Linked DNA regions of Anser cygnoides: region 1 is linked to region 2. The links are chromatin contacts, called in public Hi-C maps. All regions are on one chromosome and are shown on one strand. The core of a region is the stretch at or near the end of the contact, and the rest is flanking DNA. Distances in the headings are between cores, read along the strand shown. Region 1 overlaps LPIN1 (lipin 1). Region 2 holds the start of CYS1 (cystin 1).

Region 1 (3,647 bases), core at 865-3,364, 990 kb before region 2:
GCAAGAAGACTATCCTTTCCATTCTCAGAAGCAGAACAAAAGTACTGGTATTGCTGCACCAATAAGGAAAAGAATATAAATATTTTTGCAGGCTAGATTATTAATTGAAATGCAGGTGCCTGTTTCATGCAAACATGGGATTTAAGTTAATTACATATTCCTGTTGCATGTGTTCATTTGAGTTCAAGATGCCTCTTGTTGCTTTGGTGACCAAGGTGTTGGCTAGAAGATATCATAGCAGTTGACAGCTCAGTGTTAATACAAAATATATAGAACATGAAATATCAGATCAAATTCACAGTGTTTATGCATTTTATGTTTGTATTTCTGGTGTATTTCTTTCTCTCTCTTTTTCTGTTTTCTTTCTTTCTTTCTTTCTTTTTCTTTCTTTCTTTCCTTTCTTTCTTTCCTTTCTTTTTTTCCTTTTTCTTTGTTTTCTTTTTCTTATTCTTTTTCTTTGTTTTGTTGCTTCTTTTTCTCCCTTTTTCTTTCTGTCTGTCTTTCTTTCTTAATAACAATCAGAGTTCCTGATAAATCACGTACATGGTTAAATAAATAGGAACATAATAATAGGAATCGCCGCAGGAAAACAGTACGTTTCATTAGCAGAGAAGTCAACAGTGTGTTGCAACAGAGTTGGTAATTGTACAATAGTGCTGCTGCTTTTGCATTCAGTTCCTCTGAAAAACATTGATCAGAGACAGTCCCGTAAAACATTCTTTGTGTGCTGGTGTAACAACCACGGGACTCTCCAGGATCCCTGCCAGCAGTTTAAAAGTACAGTTAATGTTGCAGTTAAGTATTTGATCTTTAGAGTTGTCTAATCTCTGCTCCTGCTTGCATTTGGAAAACAACCCTAAGGAGCTTTCATTCAGTCCTGCAATTAATGGGAAAAAGTAGTATTTATTGAATTATTTTTTGTATATTGTTTAGCATACCCTCTTTTTCAAGGTGACTGCTAGAAAACAGCTTTCCTATTTAGTGTGCTTGGAAATGCAAACTGACCTAAGTGAAAATTGTTTTAAAGCAGACACAATGCATCAAATCTTTCCTTTAACTATGCCAGCATCCGTAGTCATTCTGCTGACCTTAGGGAGCAAAGCTAACACAGAGAAAAGATGACCTTGTGCTTAAGCCAGTGAAATAGGACACAAGGCTATTCCTGTACTGCAAAACTAAACAGAGGCAGGGCGCAGGCGGAGGTGCCGGAGCAGCCTCATCTCTGCCCTGACACTGCTAGACCAGTGCTTGGCCCCAGCCTGCGAACAGCTCCCAGCCTCTCCTGGCACACCAGAGCATTCCCAGCAGGCAGTCGCAATGGGGCCAACCAGTTTGGGGGGACGAAAGAGCTTGATAGCACAGAGGTGACTAGACCATGCCAGGAAGTGTCAAAGGTGGAGGATTGCCCTGTCACTGCTTATCTGGCTTGCAGCTGTGTAGCCAAGTGCTCAGATCTCCTCTGGAGCTACCTGAGCCTTCTTCTAGGCATGTGGACATAGCACGAGCACTGCTGTTGACCTCAGTTCTTCTGTTGTTGACCAGGAATAATGTCCTCCTCAGCTGTTAGAGTAAATTTATTAATGACGCAAAGCAAAATTTGCTTTTTAACTTTTAAAGAGAGGCTTCATAACACTATTTTGGCCAGTTTGGAAGCATTAAGCCAAGCTGTACTTTGCCCAGCTAAATATGAGTAAGACTCAGGTGATGAAAATTTCTTATAGATGATAGAAGATTGAGTAACACAGAAGAAGATTCAGAGATAACATGTTATGATGTGACAACTGCAGAACAATTAGTCTGTACTTTATCCTCTCACTAGAGTGGGGAAAAAAATAATCATCTGGTATAAAAAATTGCAAGGAAAATAAAAAGGTGACAACTGTAAACCATGTCTCTTCAGGAGAGATATGGAAATGCAGTGGGTATGAAATGCAACAGGAAGCATTAAGGCATTAGGAAAACTTTGTAATATCAGGAGCAGGCAAGCTCTGAAATGGATTGCCGGAAGAGGCTTGAGACCTTTCAGAGCAGGGTAAACACATGTCTGTCAGAAATGTTGTAATTCTAGTTTTATTTGTCTTTAGGCATAGAAATGAACGGGATGATCTCTGAGTCTCTTCCAGCTTTGTGTTCTGCTGTTCTGTGATAAACTGACACGATGAGGCTGCATTTTTAGGAGCCCTTTCCTAGCAACGAAATCTCACAGTGGAAAAATTCAGAAGCTCGTGGCAAAAGCCCCGTCACATGAGGTGTGTTTTCAGCCTGACTAAGAAAACAGCGCAGAAATGAGCTGCAGGGAACCGTAGCAGAATAGCCAAGGGCCAGGACTGGTGACCTACAAGGTTCTTCTGTCTCAAACTTGTGACTCAGTTGCATGACATCACCTGGCCATTGATTAACTCATCACACTGATTGCAACAGCTGTTGTAAACAAAGTTGCTCGTTTGTGAATTACTCACCTCATTTAAATCTGGTTCCTGCAGTAATAATGCTTCCTAATGTAGTTAAGTGCATGGTGTATGCGTGCTTCTTTGCTTTCCTGCTAGTACCAGCCAGAAACATCCTATTTCTTCCCCTGAGGGGCATCTGATTTTAAAAAACAATTATAAGACCCACCTCAGGTGCCCGGAGGTGACTTACATTTTCTCTGCATAGCGCAGAGCAGCAGATCTGTTCTTTCACAGATACCCAGAGCTAGTGCCTTTGATAGTGATGTTATCTCCACCATAGGGTCTCTTTCAAACAGCAAAGAGGAAGAAAGGCCTTCTTGTCAGATGAGATGATGATCCTAAATTCAGCACGTGACTGGATTCCTTTATAAATGACCATTTCCTGGTATGGAAAGAAACCCATTTCCTAGTTATCTAGCAGAGTAAGGTTTGACTGACAACATTAAGTTTTGCTGGAGAGGTGTGGCTAGAGTCAGGTGAAGCTTGGGTCATCAAAAACCTCTGTCACAGAATGGGTTGCTGTTGCAGAAAATGTCAGAAACAACCACAGAGAGCTCTGTCAGAAACTGTGTGAGTTGCTAGTCAAAAGGCCTAACCTCGTAGCTTACTAGACTCAAAGAATTACTGTCTATGTTTAACTTCTACAAAAAGGCTACAAAATACAGCTGCTGGTCTGTGGGAGGTCGCATCTGGGGCTACAGCACATGGAGATGAGCACAGCACCATTTATGTACTTTGAAACATGAAAATCATAGTCAGGCTGTATTGTATGAAGCTGAGGAGGCCCAACACGAAACCTGTTCTGTTCTCTCACCTCATCTGTATCATCTCTCTCCAGTCAAAGGAGCCACTATCCTCAAGCATTCTGGTAGCTCCAGGGTCCCATCGAGTTAGAGGCATGCTTACAGGGTGGGAAGACCCCAAATGACTTGGGGCCTTTGTACTTGTCCAGCCCTCAGCGGTGGCCAGGGCAGCTCCTGCAGCGTGAGCATAGGGTTCCCCTGCCCCTGTCACTTCTGAAAATACATATAGCTGCATTTTGCACTACCTCAAATTCCTAAATGATTTTAACCTATGCTGAATGCTTGGTAGTAATCCAGTCTCTAAATTAAATAATAATAATAAGAAGAAAATAAAAAAGTAAGAATATCCATAGCATTTCTGTCCTAGAGCTCCAGGCTCCTTGCTGTGGAAGAG
Region 2 (3,880 bases), core at 186-2,685:
GGGGTAGGGCCAGGGCCACCACCCCACAGCTCCCACCTTCCATCCCAGGACCTCTCCTCTCTGGGTCCCACTGGCCTCCACCTCATGGATATTTTTTCCTGGGGCTCAGAGGCACAGGATGTGAGATCTCCACAGCAAAGCCTGAAAAACCATCACAATTGTAATTTTTTATTTTTTATTTTTTTTTGTCAGGTTTGGTGCCAGAACTGTAGAAAACCCAGGTGAAGACAACATCAGGGAAAAGGAATCGAAGGCCAGCCTAGCGGTCCCATCGCCTGATAGAGGCAGGCTCCGATTTGAGCAATGCACACCTTTCCTTGCTGCACACGAGTTAATGCTAGAAAGGCAGATTAATACATAAACCTGCTCACCGAAGGGTGACACCAGCGCTGCGGTTTGCAGTGGGAAAGATTGAGGTTTTCCCGATGGCTCTGCAGAGAGCAAATCTGACATGATATATATGTTAACTTTGGGTTTGAATCCTTTTTGTTCCAGAGCTCTTATGCTGAGGGAATATATCTACTGAAGACTTGCAGAAAATCCAGCAAACGCCAGAAAAGAAGGCAAAACCTAAACACGTGGCGTAATATTTGTTGTCACAAGGTCAGATTGCTCAACGAACTACCTGTAGCGCCCTAGAAAAGCTCTGGTGGGAACACAACATGAAAAAGCAGAGTTCCCCAGCTCTGTTTTGGTTATCACGGTGAGAGGAGCCTGCTATTTCACCCACCAAACAAATTCCTCGTGTGTTTGCTCCCTGGCACTGCGGCAATACAGCTAGTGACCGCTGGCACCCCGCCGTGCCCCACCATCCCCATCCCTCCTCGCTCTCCAGCTGCCGTTGTCGCTCTGGGACACGGGTCGGAACTGTCATTCCCTTTTATTCTTTTTTTGTTCTCATACTCAGGGAATGAGCAACCTGAAAATGAGATCAGAAAGGGAGATTTCGCCCAGACAATTGCACGTCCCAACTCCACTTTAGCTATTGGTTTTGGAAGTCCAGCAAAGCCCGTCAAATACCACGACGGGGCAAATCAGCACTCGTGGCTTCAATGGATATCAGCGACGTTAAAAAACTCAGCAGCAGCATCCTCCAGCAGGGCCCCGGAGCCGCTGCCTCCCCCGAGGCCGTGTTGGCTGCGTGGGCTCCCGGCCGCTGGCTGGGTGCCACCCGCAGCTGGCACCGCGCGCTGCCAGCCCTCGCTCTTGAAGATCAGCCAGGATGTTAAATACTGGCCCTGCTGGGAAACCGTGCTTAAAGCCACCATAAAAAAAAAAAAAAAAAAAAAGGATTTGGTAGCTTTTTGCTCATTTTCCCGAGAATTCATGGGCTTACCAGGCCTTTAGCTTTCCGAAAATCTTCGCTTGAGTCCCCAGCAGACTTTGCAGCAGGGAAACATCTCCCGGCCTCCCTGCTAAACCACAGCAGCGTTTGGGTCGCCGCCGCCCGAACGCCTCCCGGGCTGCAGCTGCTCCCAAACACAACTTGCTCGGCTCGCCGCGAGACGCAGGCTTTGCGGAGGCGGCGTCAGCCCAGGCGGGATCCGCGGCGCTGCCCTGCAGTGAACTTTTTTCCATCGGGGCTGCCAGGAAACTTTCCAGGAGGCTCCGGGCCTGCAGGGAGCCGGTAGGTTTTGTTCGTGGCCAGGGCCTGAAGGCAGTGCCACCGCTCGGGACCGTGCCACCACCTGGAGCCCAGAGCCTCCTCTCTGTCGCCTGGAGCACCCCTGGGCGTGGTGCCGGGCACCCTCCGTTTCCAAAAACGCCCGAGGGTCTCCCGCTGTGGCTGGGGGTCTCGCAGGGGCTGGCAGTGGTCCGTAAACAGTGTGTCGCCCTCCTGGCTCCCCCATCTTGGGGGGGGCTTTGGGGGAGACCCCACAGAAGGGGAGCTGCCTGATCCCAACCCGTGGCTGCTGTCGGGGCCGTGGCGGCCTCCTGGGACCCTCCCCGAATAGCGACGACCCCCTGGACCCCCAGGGAAGGGGAGAGAGGGCAGAAGAGACAGCAGCATGCCCCCCATCTCGGGGGGATCCCGAGCTGCTGAGGGACCTTAGGGACCAGCCAGCAGCCCTGGCAGCCCTCCTGAGCCGGGAAGGCTCCCCCCCAACCCTTTTTCCCATTTTCTCCCCCTCCTTTTGGCCGCCCCGGGGGCTCCCTCCCCGCACGGCGCCGCTCCCCCCTCGCAGCTTTACCGCCCCCTCGCCCCCCTCCACCGCCCCCCGGGGGCCGGCCCCCGCCGTCAGCCGGCTCCGGCTCCGGCCCCCGAGCCCATGGGCAGCGGCAGCAGCCGGAGACGGGGCCCGGTGGCGACGGGGGGCGGCGGCGGAGGCGACCCCCGAGGGCCGGGGGCGGCCCCGGGCCCGGCGGAGGCGGCGGCAGGGGGCGAGGGGGCGGCGGCGCTGCCCGCCCCCGGCGGCCCCCCGCGGGAGGTAAGTGCCCCCCGGGGCCCTCGGCGAGCCCCTTCCCCAAATCGTGTCCCCCACAGGGTGGTCGCAGCCCCCCCGGGGGGTGCGGGGACGTTACCACCACCGCCCCGCCTCGCTCGGTTCACGGGGGTCCTTGCGGGGGGCTCGGGGTTACCCCAAGGTTCTCCTCACCCGCGTTTCCCCGGGACCCCCCCATGTAAATAGGGGGGCGGCAGTGCCCAGAGCCTGCCCCGTTTCCCCGGGACCCCCCCCATAAATAAGGCTTCCACCACCCCAACGGGAACCGGCCCCAGATGGTTCCCCGGCCGCTGCAGCCGCCCCCGCGGCGCTGCCTCAAGAACCGCTCCGGTTTCCTGGATTTCCCTCCGGGGAGAGCTGAGATTTGTTTGCTTTTCCCTTGCTCAGAAGTCACGGCGGCACCGCCACGGAGCCGGGACGGGGAGGGTCAGGCTGGGGGTCAGGGGAAGGGTCTGCACCCGGGGGGGGTCGGGCACTGGGACAGGCCGCCCGGGGCGGTGGGCACGGCACCGAGCCGCCGGAGCTCCGAAATCATGGGGTATCCGAGTTGGAAGGGACCCGCGGGGATTAAGAGGCGTTTGGACAACGCTGTCAGACACGGGGTCTGGTTTTGGGGTGGTCCCGTGCGCAGCCAGCAGCCGGGGGCTCGACGATCCTCGTGGGTCCCCTCCGATGCGGGGTGCCCTGTGTTTCTGCGGCCGGTGCCGAGGCCAAAAATCACCGGCGTCGTTCGTCTTAGCTGGAAGTTGTTGTGGAAGCCGTGTCCTGTTTGTTAGGCGGGCGCTGCTCCGAGCAGAGGCACCACCAGCCCTGAGGCCCGGGTAAAACATTCCCGGTGTGTTTCTGGAGGCGCTGAGACGTGTGAACGGGGCTTAGGGGCACGGTGCAGTGGTGGGATTGGAAGTGCTGGGCTTGCTGGTCTTTAGGGTCTTTTCCAGCCTAAAAAGATCCTATGGTTCTGTGATTCACCGACAGAAGTAAGTATTTAGGATGCAGTACTTTCAGGCTTGCATGCCTCAGTTTTGCTCTTTTTCTGTGACCAAACTGCCTGCCCGTGGCACGGCGACAATTTTCATGCAAACCGATTTGGCAACCAGGAGGCTTGGTGAGCACGAGAAATGGTTTTATGTGAGTCTTAAAGGAAAAGGAAAAAAAAGAAAAAAGAAAAAGGAAAAGGAAAGGAAAAGGAAAAGGAAAAGGAAAGGAAAAGAGAAAAAGGAAAAGGAAAAAGAAAAAGAAAAAGAAAAAGAAAAAGAAAAAAAAAGAAAAAGAAAAAGAAAAAGAAAAAGAAAAAGAAAAAGAAAAAGAAAAAGAAAAAAAGGAAAAGGAAAAAGAAAAAGAAAAAGAAAAAGAAAAAGAAAAAGAAAAAGAAAAAAAGAAAAAAGAAAAAGAAAAAGAAAAAGAAAAAGAAAAAGAAAAAGAAAAAGAAAAAGAAA

The links. A called contact is a pair of places that touch in the nucleus more often than the background predicts.
Region 1: a contact with region 2 is called in a Hi-C map of liver, with 1.9 times the contacts expected there. The contact joins the enhancer-like site here to the promoter of CYS1 in region 2. A contact is called at or near these places in 2 of 7 Hi-C or Micro-C datasets (both in liver).

What each region holds. Positions count from the first base shown.
Region 1 is chr3:107,895,493-107,899,139 of Taihu_goose_T2T_genome, reverse strand. The region is part of intron 1 of LPIN1 (lipin 1); the gene reads right to left. Among named protein-coding and RNA genes, the nearest start is that of LPIN1, 17 kb to the right of the region's middle. Within about 2 kb of position 2,114, at least 3 of the 3 cell types and tissues checked have open chromatin away from gene starts, as enhancers often do. A contact at or near this core is called in liver, where this site is marked.
Region 2 is chr3:106,906,644-106,910,523 of Taihu_goose_T2T_genome, reverse strand. It overlaps CYS1 (cystin 1), which reads left to right and starts at 1,435. Exons shown (of 3, transcript XR_007165965.2): 1 at 1,435-1,627. LOC136790524 (a long non-coding RNA gene) reads right to left here and starts at 1,472. Exons shown (of 2, transcript XR_010830623.1): 1 at 1,337-1,472; 2 at 1-1,241.